Linked DNA regions of Gossypium hirsutum: region 2 is linked to region 1. Evidence: chromatin contacts called from public Hi-C data. All regions are on one chromosome and are shown on one strand. Each heading gives the region's core, a stretch centred on a gene start, on an enhancer-like site or on the middle of the called end of the contact. The rest is flanking DNA. Distances are from core to core; before and after follow the strand shown. Region 1 holds the start of LOC107902730. Region 2 holds the start of LOC107950900.

Region 1 (2,700 bases), core at 83-2,582:
TAGAGAGAGAGAGAGAGAGAGAGAGAGAGAGAGAGAGAGCTCTAATAAACTTAAACATTTAGAAAAGAGAATTTAGGTCCAAAGCACGATGAATGCAAGGTGCATTTACCTTCCCAACCACCATCCATTTGTTACCATGCCAAGCCTGCCTAACCCTTAAACTTGACACATGGAATTCTTTAAGTAGGATGGACCCAAACAACTTAATGACAAATGAATCATTGTTCTTTAACACCTTTGCAACCTTTCCTATCCTCCAACACTGGATATCGAACACCTCAGCTACATCCCCGACTGCCCAATTCTTCCGGTTTACATATGGAGGCAATGGTCTAACGTCCTTCCCTTTCACCGTCTCCACCACCCTTCTTCCTTCACAGTCTGTAAACAGTTTGTACCTAACAATATAGTAGTCACCATCTGCTGAAAGAATATTACCAGTAAACCAGGAACCACATGGATCATCTTCTCTTCTCAAAACCTCCACCAAGTTCCCTTTTCTGAACTTCATTTTTCTTTTGAACTCTTATTATGCTTGATCCCGAAAAACAAGACTGAAATATAAAACAAAATTAATACCACTGATATTGTGATTGCTAAAAGAGATCTAAAAGTGATCCTGAGTTGAGTGGAAAGGAGCTCAATGCCAAGCAAAATTTTGAGATCGAATCTTGTGAATGGAAAGAAAACAGTGGAGAGAGTTTTATCCCGTTTTGGGGGTCTAATTCCCAAAACATTCAATTGCAAAATAAGAAAATTGTAATCTTCAAGAACTCCATGAAGCTAGTTTATATAGAGATATAATCAAATCTAATTAGAAAAAATAAGATTGATGCTACAAACAGGGAACATTCTGCAACCAAACTCAAATGAACTCATTCAGCCAACAGTTTTCAAAAACATCAATCAACCCATGGTTTTGCAATCCTCAAAAACACCCAGAAAAAAGAAACTGAAATAATTAAAAAACTAGCACTTACCCAGAATTAAACATCCTAAAATTATGAACTATAATAAGACAAAAACAAAAACAAAATTAGAAATTGAGAAGGAATTCCAATTCAATTCAATTGAAAACTTTTAATTAATTGAATGGGACTGACCTGAGAGTAAAAGTGAAGAAATGAAAACGAACAGGACGCAGTTTAGTTGCGGTCATGACCACATCCTTACGCAAAATTGGTTTATTTTGCGCTCTCTTTTGATTATTATTTAAGTAAAAAAAAAACCCTACTAATCAAAGATTAACTCATTTTTGAAGAAATAAATGATGGGGATAATTCATAGTTTTAGACAAAATCTTTGCCATGTTGGACCATTGATTTCATTACAACCTCAGAATCGACGTGCCTTATGAGACCATTAAAAAAACAGGTCTTTAGTTCCTGTACAAAATCAAAGAATACAGAATCATGATTAAGCATAAATTCCGTCATGATTATTTGGATTTTGATTATATTATATTTTTTTAAAAAAATCCTTGTTATTTGAAATTAATGCTACATAACTAGCTTCTTGTCTTTAAACTTAGAAATAGTTTATAGTTAAAAATTACTTCAAAGCTTGACAATAAGGTCATTTCCCATAAGGGCATTTTGGACTATGTTGCATATGTATGACGTAAGCTGTAACCGTAACATAAAATAACAAATGCCCTTATCATATCTTTTCCATGGTTTTGAAGATTTTGAAATTCCATCTCTAAATAAAATGAAATTACCCCTTCTTAAATTTTACATGTGCCCGTAAGTAGGGCTAAATAGCTAATTAAAAAAATCTAAATATTATTTTTAATCCCGTTTAATTTTATTAAATTTAACTTATTATAATTTAAATATATTTCAACCGATATTCGATTTACAAAATAAAAAATGATATAATAATAAATTTAATTCTTAATGTTTATATTTTTTTCAAGTTACTCTTACTTTTTAAAAGCTAAATTTAGCCATCAACTTTTCAAAAATAGTCGTATCGTTTTTTTCTAAAAGAAATGATGATTAAAACATTAAATTTTAACATTGTTGGCGTGATAACTTACATGTCAACCTATTCATGAGCCAGGCCATCTAGCCTAGTCTGAAGGCCCGTTCGAAAAATGAGAGGATTTTGGGTCTCGAGTAAGGCTTTTTTGGCCTGAGCTCGGCCTGAATATGCAAAAAAAAAATTGCATTTATTTTTCTATTTTTTATTATTTTATTGCTATTTTATTGTTGGCTTTTTCACTATTTTGTTACAATTTCACAATTATGTTGCTACTATTTTTTTGTTATTATTTGAATATTGTATAAATTTTATTTTATTGTTAATTTTATTACTATTTTAGAGATTGCACATATCTTTTTTACTTTTTGCAAAATAGACTAGTATATTAATGAAAGAAAAGATAGGAATGGGCTAACAAAATTCACAGGCCCACCAAAAAATGAAAACAAAACCCAATAATGGTAAAACCTTAAAATTATTACCAAAGAAATAGACAAATTAAAATTAAACAGAAAATTAAAATAAACTTCCAATCTGATAACAGTTGGAGTCCAATTAGCATTTCCACAATTAATGCACCGATTCCAGTCCCAGAAAAGCGGTTTCCAAAATCCCACTTTCCTGTTTTCCTTCTATGCATAGACCCCCTATCAAACAACCCTCAGTCAGGTTCCCTCATTCTCCGTTGATCCACCTCCAATGTTCGTTGCTCAG
Region 2 (2,774 bases), core at 248-2,747, 310 kb before region 1:
ATCAAGCAGTTGCAATCAGAATTTCCTAGCATTACTAGTTCTTCTTTAGAGAACTAACTAGTAATAACAAGCAGTTGAGAAAGAAATATGCAGACCAACTGAATGTCCTCCTGTAGAGTTTCCAATTGAACTCTCTCTTCATTCTCAGCATTTATAATTGGAATCTGAATCGGAAGTATAAAAATTCAACAATTACATTCATGCTTAAAAAGAAAATTGAAATGAAGGACACACAGGAAAAGTGAAATCCATCTGGTCTCAACATATTAAATAAACAAAGCAAAAGCAGAAAAAAATGTTAACAGAGACGTCAGTGATCACAGAACTTTGAGTAGCGACCTGTGCTAGGTAGATTTGTTTTGGAGCAGCATCTACAAATGGTGAACAGCCTTGCTCTGTGTCAGATTCTTCAAGTTGATGCCCTTGTGAATTAGAATTAATACTGCAAGAATTACCGACATTTTGCCTATGCCATTTACAAAAGGCAATAAAAGTGGAAAATGGTAATGGAACCTGTAAACAAATGCAAAACCAAATTGATCACAATTCTCGCATCCACCCAAGAGAGAAAATGTATCACAAGCCTCAGTGTATGAAGAACATGAGAATTAGTGAATTACCCTCTCATGGCTTCTAAGATCACCGTAAAACACCGGTGCAGTTTGAGATAACATAGCCTCCACCATGAATGATCCTACCCGTTCCTAAAGTTATACTCAAACAAGAAAAATACTAAAATAAATACTTTAATTGAATATATAAAATGCACAATTCCACTAAAAAAATGTAACTCTAGAAACCATATCCAACATGTATAACGCACTAATTCAAGCTCTTGCCTATTAATTAACTTATTGAATAGACTATCACAGATGTAAATAAAACAAATGTAAAACTAGTGCTACTTTTCTAGATTTGAAACTCAATGCATAATTATGTCTTTCAACATTATATACAAAAATATTATTTACTTCCAAAACGTTATCCATTTTACTAAAAATCCAGCAACTTAAAATATTTTGACTCGAAAAGCGAGCATAAAAATTGTAGTAATTATAAAAGGATAAGCAAACCTCCAGATAACCGAGGCCTCCATTAGAAGGATTCCACTTGGAAACGGCTTTCCAGTCCTTAACGCATCCAACGAACACCTTTCAAAACGAAATAAAAATCAATGAACTAAGATTGAAGCAACTACCGCTTATATAAATTAGCAAAAGGAAAAAAAAAGTTCGGACCAATTTTTCTCGAAAAACGAACAGAGAAAGGGAAAAAAGAAACAAAAAGTTGAGAAAACAGAAAAATTACGGCGGGAACATTTCGAGATTCAATCTGAGAGGCGAACTGTGCAGCTGATGGGAGTTGATCGAAGCTCTGGAGTCGTACAGAGTCTTCCATTTATTTTTTCACTAATTTGTAACAAGCTTTTCACGTTAAAAAAAAAAAAAGCTTTTCAGCCTGAAGAATTTCGTAGTTCGGCCTTTGGATTTTATTTGAGTGAGAAGTGAACCATTGGAGCGTTGAGGCCTGAGAGAGTCCCAACAAGGCTTTCTTAAGTTTCATTTGATTGTAAAAAGCAGGTCTAGGTCTATCATAGACTTTCGATGGCCCTTTCTTTCCAAAGAATACACATCAATGGGCCGAATCATGACTTCTGATTAAATTACTAAAAAAATGCTGATTTTTTTTAAAATTACTAGAATAAGCTGATTTTTGAAATATTTATGGGTATAGACCGATTTAGGACTGAAAGTATTTTTAGGTGAAATCTAGAAAAACGATTTCAGCCGGAAGTACTTTTTGTGTGTCACTAGTAAAACGCTTCCAAACACTTCTAGTTGGAAGCGTTTTCCCCTCAATGGATACTTTTCCAACGACTATTTTGGAAGTGTTTTCCCCTCAATGGATACTTTTCCAACGACTATTTTAAATAGCTGTTGTCCCCTCTCCAATGGTAAAAAAAAAACTATAAAACCCCCACCCTTACTCATTTCTCATAAAATTCTCTCAATTTCTCAAACCACTCTCAAAATTCTTTCAAATTTTCAATTTTTTTTCAAAAATCTAAATTATATTTTCTATTAGATTTTTTATTAATATTTTCTGAAAATATATTTTTTAAATTAATTCGTGTTCTATATAATTAGCAATGGTCGATTCTCTAATCAATCATGATGACAAGTACATTTTCGTCATTCAATTGCAAATGGTAAGAATAAATTTTAATAAATTTCAATTTTTGTTTAATTTTTTATTTCATTGTTATATATTAACTTAATATTTTGATTTTTTACGTAAATAGGCGAAATATCGAATTTTTCAATGCTATATCCGTAATCCACTCAGTCTTCCATCATCGTCGATTGAACATATTTAAGGGAAACCAGTGTTTTGGCACATGGCCCTTGTAGGCCGGGGATGTAAGTTGGACTCAAAACTCGTAGGCGCATTGGTGGAGAGGTGGAGACCCGAGATGCACACATTTCATCTTCCATATGGTGAGTGTACTATCACTCTAGAGGACGTGCATTTACAGTTGGGTTTGACCATAGATGGGTCAGTAGTCACCAGGTCTGTTTAGTCTGGTGAGTGACAAGGCATATGTGGTGAACTTTTGGGTTCAGTTTCGGAAACAATTTACGGAGGTCGGATCAAAATAGCTTGGATAAGAACAACTTTCGCCGCGCTGGATGAGGATTCGACTGAAGTCAAAAGAGAATGACACACTTGGACGTACATCCTTCAGATCATCAAGGGTATCCTAATGCCGGACA

The links. A called contact is a pair of places that touch in the nucleus more often than the background predicts.
Region 2: a Hi-C map of leaf shows a contact between it and region 1, with 2.0 times the contacts expected there. The contact joins the promoter of LOC107950900 here to the promoter of LOC107902730 in region 1. A contact is called at or near these places in 3 of 34 Hi-C or Micro-C datasets (leaf and seedling).

What each region holds. Positions count from the first base shown.
Region 1 is chrA08:10,974,428-10,977,127 of Gossypium_hirsutum_v2.1, reverse strand. LOC107902730 reads right to left here and starts at 1,332. Exons shown (of 4, transcript XM_016828995.2): 1 at 1,104-1,332; 2 at 110-554. The coding sequence starts at 511. It overlaps LOC107902956 (a long non-coding RNA gene), which reads left to right and starts at 2,523. Exons shown (of 3, transcript XR_001685665.2): 1 at 2,523-2,700.
Region 2 is chrA08:11,283,109-11,285,882 of Gossypium_hirsutum_v2.1, reverse strand. LOC107950900 reads right to left here and starts at 1,497. Exons shown (of 16, transcript XR_001698261.2): 1 at 1,309-1,497; 2 at 1,074-1,151; 3 at 621-704; 4 at 340-513; 5 at 96-164.